2 separate regions of the Mus musculus genome follow, and region 1 is linked to region 2. Evidence: chromatin contacts called from public Micro-C data. All regions are on one chromosome and are shown on one strand. Each heading gives the region's core, a stretch centred on a gene start, on an enhancer-like site or on the middle of the called end of the contact. The rest is flanking DNA. Distances are from core to core; before and after follow the strand shown. Region 1 overlaps Nrg1 (neuregulin 1). Region 2 has its middle 66 kb from the start of 7420700N18Rik.

Evidence for each region. A called contact is a pair of places that touch in the nucleus more often than the background predicts.
Region 1: a contact with region 2 is called in a Micro-C map of the HL-1 cell line, with 4 times the contacts expected there. The contact joins two enhancer-like sites. A contact is called at or near these places in 4 of 484 Hi-C or Micro-C datasets (the HL-1 cell line, embryonic fibroblasts and extraembryonic endoderm stem cells).

Annotation. Positions count from the first base shown.
Region 1 is chr8:31,827,480-31,832,780 of GRCm38.p6, forward strand. Nrg1 (neuregulin 1) reads right to left here. Exons shown (of 10, transcript NM_001364423.1): 5 at 3,726-3,749. Among named protein-coding and RNA genes, the nearest start is that of Nrg1, 89 kb to the right of the region's middle. Within about 2 kb of position 1,857, at least 35 of the 459 cell types and tissues checked have an H3K27ac peak or open chromatin away from gene starts, as enhancers often do. A contact at or near this core is called in the HL-1 cell line and embryonic fibroblasts, where this site is marked.
Region 2 is chr8:31,299,061-31,303,949 of GRCm38.p6, forward strand. No RefSeq gene overlaps it. Among named protein-coding and RNA genes, the nearest start is that of 7420700N18Rik, 66 kb to the right of the region's middle. Within about 2 kb of position 1,876, at least 34 of the 459 cell types and tissues checked have an H3K27ac peak or open chromatin away from gene starts, as enhancers often do. A contact at or near this core is called in the HL-1 cell line and embryonic fibroblasts, where this site is marked.

The DNA.
Region 1 (5,301 bases), core at 607-3,106, 530 kb after region 2:
TTTGCCTAGCACACACAGAAACTGGCTTGTTTGCCATTAAAACTAATAACCTGGGCAAGAACCGGAGAATACTGTACAAATGGAATATCCTTATCTGAGCATCAACAAGAAGGAGTATTTCCATCATCTGCTCAGCCTTGGAAGTTATACCATTCTCTTCCTTGAAAGGGGGCAGGGTCACAGGAAGTTTTCTTAAACATGAATAAGTGATTTTTAATTTCTATCAATTAGAGGATCTTATCATGAAAGAAAACATTTCCTACAAGCCGAGTCCATGGTAATCAAGTCCCGGTTAACAGGTCAAGAACACTGTCAAATCAAATTAATAGAGCACTTATCATTAAGAGAATAGAAGTCAGTGGGTAAAAGGCTACAACACTGAAAAGATTAAACAAAAACAAACAGAAAGGGTTGGAGGTGGAGAGGAAAAACAAACCAAGTGGATAGACAGACTGAAAGAATGACTGAGAGTGAGAAAGTCAGGTACAAAGGAAAAGGAAGGTTAAAAGTTAGGGAGGCACCTGGAGTTCCTGGCACAGCAGGCCTGATATTAAGGGAGAAAAGAATAAAGAAATGAAAACCAGGCAGAGGAGATGTTTGGGGTGAGGTTGGGGGAGGAAAAGGTGGGTACAAAGTGGGAAGGGGTGATCCATACAGCATAACTCCTAACCTGGGCTAGCCGTGACATGGAAGCCATGATTAGAAAAGCGAAGCAGTTGGTGCGTTGCGGTGCCACAGTATGCAGGAGACATACAGCTGGTGTCATGGAGTTGTTGTGTTTGTGTGTACACTGTACAAATCTAACAATGACATGAGTGGGGGGGAGGCGCTTATGTGTTAATTGCTTGTACCTATTGTACTCCTCCCCCGAGACAAAGGTAGGGGTTATGCGGTGTTATCTGTGAATGGATGATGCCATAGCTTTCCTCCCTGGCATCCTAAGTGGCATCTAGTGTGTATGCCTAAGCAGCACAACCGTATCTCAGTGCTCTTCCTTCCAAGGATTCCTTCACATAAGCACACATTAGTTATGAAATGGAGCATTAGCATTGTCATCAACAAATGGCAGGCCCTGCTGTCCCCTTTTGGCTAATGTACTTCTTCCTTTAAAATTAATGAGGCCTGGTGTATGTGTAGCTTGAAGGCAGAGTGCTTGTCTAGAACATATGAGATCCTGGCTCAGGTTTCACAAACAGATGAGGGGAAAAAGAAGGGGGATAGGAAAGCCCTTGGTTGCAGCTTTTCACTGACACCCCAATACCCTACTCTTTGAAAAGCCAGGAAATAAAAAGGGGTCATATAGAAGGACTAAAGTGAGCATTGGGGGTCATCATGGGTTGCCTCCCGCCACCCCCAAACTCTCAGGGATTCCTGTAACAACTGTTTTGGTCGTTGGTAACTAGGAAAGGACAGAGTTGGACATGTGGACCACTAGCATCTGGTGATCAGCCTATTCTCATTGCTTGTGAGCAAAACAACCATTTCAGGGACTAGAGAGCTCAGTAAAGGACAACACAGCTAGAAGGAGCCAGTTTAAGACAGGGAACTCAAAACACAGGATTCAATTCTGTGTTCCATTCAGTACTGGCTACACATTTCTCAGCTAAATGTCTTCTTGATATTTTTTTTTCAGAGTTTTGCTGCATCCACAATATGAATAAAGGAAAATAAAACCTTGGACAAAGAGCAAGCCTATTATTGCTCGTCTCATTTTTGTATTACTAATTTTTTGTTCTTGTATCACTGTATCCACAAGGCAAGAGCAAAGCTGAGCTAGTACTCAAAATCATCCCAAAGGTCTGGCCTGGCTCCTTAAGTGGAAATGCTCCAAGCCTGTCTGGTTTGGCTGGATGGACCATGGTGAGTCACATCAAACACATTTTCATTCTAATGTGTCCAGGAGAAAAGACAGAGCCATTCTTACTCTCTTATTTTTAAATGACCCTTAAGGTCAGGAGTTATTTCTGGATATAATAGATTGGCCTTATACTCTGTGAAGCCTTAGAGATGTGTGGATAACAGTGCACTGCCTTTATCAACTGTGAGAACAGCTAAGGGAGCACTTACGTAGCATAAGGATTTGACTCTACTATTCACTAATCAAAATAGTAAAGTCTAGAGTCAGACTACACAGCTCCGAGAGTGGGGGATTTCTGCTAGTGATAGAGGTAGTTCTGAGGGCTTGGCTCTTGGTTTCCCACAGGAAAGGGCAGTTCTGTGAGATTTCTGACAGAGGGATATTTCCTATGAGAAAAGAAGAACCCTTGACACCCTGGTGTGTGTTTGTGTGTGTGTGTGTGTGACATAAATTTGAGCACTTTTTCCTAATCTATCTGATAGTTTTCTTCTTAAATTTTTATTTTCTTAGAGTGATGGCAATTGAGCTTCTCTCTGTGTACCTATGAGAGCCACCTATGGGTTCCTGTGTCATCAATTATGCTTCTGAGCTGATGTGATGTCAGCCAAAGGGGACAGCAGCTGTTGCACACACTTGATGCATATCACCATGCCACCATGCACCAAACAATTTGTTAATCAGGACATGGTGTCGTTGAGCCAAGACTCTGTTCTAGTCTTTCACATGAAGAGCCTGGAGGCCAGGAAAGGTGGAAGTTTCCTGCTCCTTTGTCCATTTATTCTTTTGTTTGTTCGTTTTTTCTCTTCTCATTCTCTCTCTCTCTCTCTCTCTCTCTCTCTCTCTCTCTCTCTCTCTCTCTCTCTTTCTCTCTCTCTTTCCTTTTTCTTCTTTCTCTCTCTCTTCCTTCAGTTCTTGAAGGGTCTTTTTGGAATATGCCCATATTTCATCTACCTTTTGGAGCCTTGTTTGTTTGGATAGTTACTGTGTGAAGTTTTCTATATGATGACTTGTCTGGGTCATCTTAACCTTAGTGATGTAATCCATCATTAGTGGAATGCCCAAGCAAATCAACAACATCTGCTTTCTATTTCCTTGCTTCTAAACCAACAAAGTTGACTAGAGTCATACTTGAGCATCTTCAAGAAATCTGGGTGATTCAACTCTGTGCAGTGTTAGATGTAAAACTGCCACTAGGTTCTATCCTTTCCTTTCTCTCTCTCTCTTTCTCTCTTTCTTTTTTCTTTCTTTCTTTCTTTCTTTCTTTCTTTCTTTCTTTCTTTCTTTCTTTCTTTCTTTCTTTCTTTCTTTCTTTCTTTCTTTCCTTCCTTCCTTCCTTCCTTCCTTCCTTCCTTCCTTCCTTCCTTCCTCCTTCCTTCCTTCCTTCCTTCCTTCCTTCCTTCCTTCCTTCCTTCCTTCCTTCCTTCCTTCCTTCCTTCTCTCTCTCTCTCTCTCTCTTTTCTTTTTATGTGTATGTTCTTAAACCTTTTGGTCCTCCGGCCTCTCATTTGAGTTCTCCTGTAGCCTATGCACCACTCCGACTTACTCCAGCTCCTACATAACAGCATGGTCCAATCAATGAGTCACACAATGGAGGAGAGGAGGGACTATGACCAAGTTGCAGCAGGAGGGAGATTTTTAATCTCTAAGTGAAGGTAGGCTTAGAAATTTAAAACCTGCTGCACTCCATAACATTCTCATAAACTAGTCATAGATTGAAGGCAGAGAAACCCATGTTATAGCTGTATGATCCCTTCTAAAGAAAAAGGAAATTAGTTAGGAACTGAAAAGGAAGAAGAGGGAGGGCAAAAGAGTTCAGTTCAGAGGCTCTACATTCTGCAGGCTAAAAGGAACGATGATTGGTCCATACCCATAAATTCAATCCCAAGATGCTCTGCCAATGCAGAAAGTTGACAAGGGGTGGGGGAGAAAAAAGAAAGAAAGGAAAAAAGTTTCAGAAAAGAGCAATACACCGCACTCCAAAACAAATTACACACGACTATGACAGCTCCCTTTGCGTGCACATGGAACAGGACAGGCCGTAGGTGTTAGGGCAGCATGCTCAGGGATGCCCGAGCCCACCAGCGAGGTGTGGAAGCATCAGCCCAGGGGCTTTAGAAACCTTTGAAAGCTTCTACTGAGGGAGGTTAGGTGCTGAACCATCCTCGACTCCTCCTTTGAAAATAGACATGTTTTGTTTGTTTGTTTGTTTGATATATATTACCAGGAAAAGCATTTGCAATTAGGTGATTAGTTTTTAAATGAAGTTCAAAGGAGGCTTCTAGTTGTTGCTTTCTGCTTATTTGTTTAAACTAAAGGTGCCCAGTAGCTGAGTAGAAGCCAAGAAGCCAGTAATTCGGTTTGCAATTCTTATCCCATTGAATTTACTTTTCCTTGCTGGTGGGTAATTATACTTTAGTATTTTTCTTTTGTTAAAGTTGTACCTCCGTGACTTAACTTCCCACTACTTTCAATGCAAACATCGTCCTTTTCATTCACAGAAACCAACAAAAGCTTCTACCCAGAAAGATGAGAAAGAAAACATGAAAATTGGATAACTGGTGATTTGATTTGTTTCCTGTTATTTTTAATATAATTTTTGTGTTGTATTAGACAATTGAAACCTCAGGGGGTTTTTTGTTTGTTTGTTTTTTGTTTTTTTTTTAAGCTGCAAAAAATAAGATAAAATTAAGTACGTGGAGATACAGCTTCTGGGGTCTTTCACTTTAATTTGCTGCTTTTTCAAACTATTAGAGGCAGTTAGATCAGTTCTCCCAGTCCTGAGCTCCAGTGGGTACAGGTGCCAACAGAACCTCCACACCACTCAGGGAAGGGGAGTAGAGAGTGTGAGCCCATGCCCAGCGTTTTTGCAGCTCTCTACGAAGCCTTGCACAGGTTAAAATGGGGAAATGAGGGGCTGGGAGAGAGGCAAAGAAAGGAAGGATATTTTTCCTCTTTTTGCAACAAAACTGGACCATCGAGTTTTATCACGAGGAAGCATAGGCTTTCCCTCTCTAAGCACTAGGTAGAGAGGATTGGAGGGAGGGAGAGATCAGAGATGCATTTTGTTCTCTTAATGGATTGGGGAGATACGAAGGCAATCCACTAATATAATGAGACAGCTCTTAAGCTGGCTGTATGTGGTAGAGGTATGTGGCTTGTACAAAAACATGTCAGGGCATGGAGAAAGTAGCCCATAAAGAAAAAGAGTAGAAGGTTCATCCTGGTTCAGATCCTGCCTCTCCTGCTTACCTCTTTAGTGACTTTGGTCAGGTTTCTCTCTTACTGGAAAAATTCATATTCATGTTCATTGGTGGCCCTACGGAATGAACTACTGTGGCCAATAGCAGAGGACTCAGAATTCTGGGAAACAGACACATCTGGAGATGTATCGAGGGACAGTCAGTGCATTCAGGGTTAACTCAGAGTAATTTTATGCGGGACAT
Region 2 (4,889 bases), core at 626-3,125:
CTTGGAATGCAGCAAACATGTAAGGCATTGTACTTTCCGTTCCCTGTTTCCACCTTGCCTTCCCCAAAACATCTTCCTTCTCTTGGCTGTTCTCTCTTCCTCTCCCCTCCCCCAGTGTAAAGCATCTTCAGGTTGGCGTGAATGAGAAGGTAGAAGAATCATTATTCTTTTGTTCCCCCCTCAGCTATGCATTTGCCTAAGTGATTCTTTGGATGGGAAGCAACTAAAACCACTCTAAAGAGGAAAGATCCATTTATAAAAATACCCACGGCCTATTATTGCATTGATGGCCGGCTAGGAACATATTAAATCTTGCCAGAGCGCTTCATTATGAGTTCTCATAATTCTTGGCTGTCCTTATTTGTTTAAGAGTGAAATGCAAGTCCAGAGAGCCACCCCTCTTCTCTGTGGCATTGTTTGCCACATGGGGGACTCGGAGTCGCATCGTGTGATGATTGAGAAAATAAGTCTGGCTTCCCCGTTGCCGTGTTAGAGAATTTGTCTCAGAAGTAGTAGTTGTGAGTCCAGCATTATAGTAACAAGAGGAGAAGTGGGAAAGAAGGGAGACATTTACTTTCTCAGCCCTAAATAAAGATATCAGAGTTTCTTGCAACAGACCTTGGAAAAAAATTTTTTTGTGGTACTTTGCTTTCTCAAAATGTGGTGGGACATCCCCAGTTCCCTTTGGACTCTCTAAGCATCTTGGGACATTGCAGGTGTTGCTTTTTCTTTCTTTTATAATAGAAAACTTCAATCAGTCAAGGGAAACACATAAGCTTCTCCATCATTCTTATTCTTACTTCTAATAATTTTTAAAGATTCATTTATTATTTCATGTATGTGAGTACACTGTTGCTGTCTTCAGACACACCAGAAGAGGGCATCACATTCCCATTACAGATGGTTGTGAGCCACCATGTGGTTGCTCCGTATCAAACTCAGGACCTCTGGAAGAGCAGTCAGTGCTCTTAACCGCTGAGCCATCTCCCTAGCTCTTTTCTTACTTCTAATTCCCAGGCCCATGACTCCTCAAAACAGGAGAAGGAATGAGTCAGTTGGGATATATACATTCAAATTCCTACACTGCAACTCACCTAGCCCAAATTCTGCCTCTACTCCATGTGGTATGGTTTTGGGAAGACAGAAGACAGTACTGTATATAATTCTCAGGTACAGAGCACACAGTTTAAAGGTCTTTGGAGAATATATTTTGGCATTATGACCAAGGGATTCACTAAGCATTCCATAAAATACACAGAAGTCATATGGAATACCAGAATAGGCGATATGCCAATGAGTGGGTCTTAAAATTTAAGTTAAGAAGAGCATGGAACTTTATTTTCTTCTTCTTCTGATGAACAGATGTTCTTCCAATGGCCACTCATTCCTCAGGAGATACCCTTCCCTTCCTCTCAAGCCTCTGCCATGTCATTCACTGGGATCTGCTATAAGGATCTGGCCAGCCTAAGCTCTAGATATGCTGTGGTAATTGGTAGATATGAAGCTGGTCAGAGAATGAAGAGCTGTGGCTTCTAGTTCTCCACTGAGAACAACTTTGGGCCAGATATAGTTTTTAACATCAGACATGTTTTCAATACTTGAGCTCGACAATACATATAGTATCCACGCCATGAAATATAACATCCACTCACCTTATGTTTCCTCCCTAGGCGTCTTTCTGAAGGTCACTCTCCATCACATTGGTGTGGAGCCACCTTCCTGTAGAGAACTTGGACACCTGCACACTTCTGCTTCCCACCTCTCCTTCTTCCATCCTCAGTCTAGAATTTGGAATAGGTGAACTTTAGGAAAAGCAGGAGAAAAGATTCCATCCACCCTGTGCTCTCAGTAGATTGAGTTGAAGGAGGATGTTCCAGGGCCCAGGGGAAATATTTTATTAACCTGGAATCACTGTAAGGTCATCAGGTATTGCCACAAGAGTAACCCTTTTCTCTATCAGTCTGTCCTGGAAATCCATCTCACCAAGAAACATGTGAACTGCCTTGAATGAGTTCATCAGCCTTGGGTCCACTTGGAGAGATAGGAGAGCGAACCTATCAGCTTTCCTGGAAAGGAGTAAAAGACTAAGTGAGAAGTTATTTATATTTCTGGCTGTCACCTGCAGCAGGCTGTTAAGATTGCCCCATTGAGTGGCCTCTGCTTATTAATAGAGGGAGTGAAGGTAGAAAAATGGAGTTAATGTTGCAATGAGACATGACATAGCCTCGCGTTTCCAGGATTGGCCTGAAATGAATTAAAGCCAAATTATACCAACAAATCTGTCATGCTGCCCTGAAAACAGGAAGTCTGGGCTGAGCCAACATTAGTCACGGCACACACTGGCAAACTCTACCAGATTGGGGAATGAGAAATGTGCTTCATCTGCAAAAATTAACTTTTGGAATTTGTAGAGTGTTTTCCATTACCCACTCTCGACTCTCCAAAGGCCAGTCATCAAATATGCTTGGCTTACTTCTGCTTCTGCAGCACCATTAAGTGTATGAATTTGTATGAGAAATGGAATCCCAGCTAGCTGTGTGCCCTTGGATAAATGACCTCATCTTTCTGGGCCTGGATTTCTTTTGAAAAATGAGGAGCTTGGCATCTCATGATGCTGGGGTTTTCCTTCAGCTTTGTTGGGGATTAGGAAAGAGTATAGCAGACATTGGTCACACGCCCACAAAATGCTCCATACTGTGCTGAGAAATGGAGAGAGAAAAGAAGGAAGATGTATTCCTTTAAAGAGTTTCCAATATATGCAGGGAGCCACATACTTAGAAAACATGTGTATCTCTCTGTGTGTTATTCTACACAGACATCTACATCATCACAGTAAAAGTCATTTAAAATAGTTGCAAAACCAGTCTTCCTCCTGTGCTATGATGGTATACAAGATACAAAGCTGAAGAAGAAAGGCCCTAAATATATCATATTGCATATTACATATTGTTCTCCAGTTTGCAAGGCCAGCAACCCTTCCCCATGAATTCTGAGGGGAGGAAGAGAAGTGTATGTGCTATGCCATTACCACTCTCCAGCCTCTTTCAGAAGAGGGGCCGAGGAAGGAAGGGGAGTCATCACTGAATGAGTAGTTAGTGCTCTTGGGGAGGAGTTATTGCTTCTCATCCCCCAAACCAAGACTGAGAGGATCTGAGAGAATGTCTTCCGAAGCCTGGAAGCTGCTTAAGGACCCGGAGAATGGTGTTCAAGGTATTGACTGAGTGAATGGTAGGCTCTCAACCTTCTAGAGTCACACAGACATCCTAGGGAGTGAATGTCTAAGGGATGTTGGAGGAATGTACTGGAATATTCCAGCAGTGTCACACGGTCCTGCAAGGCCCATGCTCTCACATGCTCTCTGAGTCCTGGAGGTATATTTGAACCCTAGGAATTTAGTTCTGAAGGTTTTTTTTTCTTTTGAAGAGAGAAAGATCACTGCTTGAGCACACTAGCAGACTTGAAACAGATTGTAGGACAAAGTGAGAAATAGATTCAGCAGCTTCTATGTTATCTAGTTCCCAAGAAGCCACACGTAGAATGTGGTAAGGAAAGACTCATTACTCTTAGTTCATGAACACCACCAGGGATGCAGTCACTGTGGGTCCACCTTGGAAGACAATGTACCTAACGGCACATTGACTAACCTATACTCTAGGTCTTGGAGGTGTGACTGTGGTGTGAACAGATGGTGGGAGCCCCTTTGGGAGAGGCTCTCGGTTGTAGAGGGTGTTGGGGTTGAAGTTGATTTTCTCTGAAAATACACTATTCACACTATCAGCTGGAAGCCTTCAGACTTTGTTGGAACTGGAGGGAACTACAATAAGTCCAGTAATAGCCTACTAGGGTTATAGTTGGTTTGTCCCTTAAAGGTTCGTGTGCTATAAGCTCGACCTCAATAGAATGGCACTGAAACTTGGGTGAGGCCTGGAGGGAAAGGATCAGATCATGAGAATCTATATTTTTGTTTGAATCAGTGGATTTTTTTTTAAGACACAGTTTAGTTACTAAGAAAGCAGATTGCAGTAGTAAGATCAAACTGGCCCCTTCTCTCTCTCCTTGGCTGCTTGTCTCAGTAGATGATCTTCTTTTTTCACGCGTGCTATGATTTCATCTGCCATGTTGTAAAGAAGCCAAAGGGGTCTTTACCTAAGCCCAAATTGATAAGTCTTAGCCTTCGAGACTCTGAATGAAACAGTCTTCTCTATAAAGTACCCAGCCTTGGGTGTTTTGTTTTAGCAACACAAAGCCATGCAAAGAAATTCTGCTTCCAGCACAGTTTTTTTTCCCCCTCTCCTAATCTTGAAGAATGTTCAGTTAAGAAAAAAAGAGGAGTGGCTCTCCTCTCTTACCTCATCACAAAGCTTTATGGGATCTAATAGCTACTAAAATGATCATGTCAACCATGATGTTCTTAGGAAGCCTCTGCTAGGAGGGAAAGAGGGAATTAATTCAGCCCTATTGAAGGTAGCCTCCAGGGTGTGAGTGATCTTTGTGCCTCAGTGATCTGAGGAACATAATAAAGAAACATATTCGATGCCATGTCTGGATGACAAACTGCTCGGGTCCATTCAAAGAGTCATAATCAAACAGAGACAGGCCCCTTACAACCAATGACAACAGGACAAATGATAGGCCATTGATGCTTGGCAGATGCCTTCCTTATTGCTCTCCTTTATTTTATTTTATTTTATTTTATTTTATTTTATTTTATTTTATTTTATTTTACTTTATTTCATTTTTGAGTCAAGCTCTTTCTGGAGAATCTGGGGCCATGCTGGCTGGCCAGTAGCCCTGGAGATGCACTTTGTCTATGGGCCCCAATTCAGGGATCTAGACTAGACTAACACACTAGAGGAAGAACAGGTGGGTTGGGTGAATTCTGCCTAGTG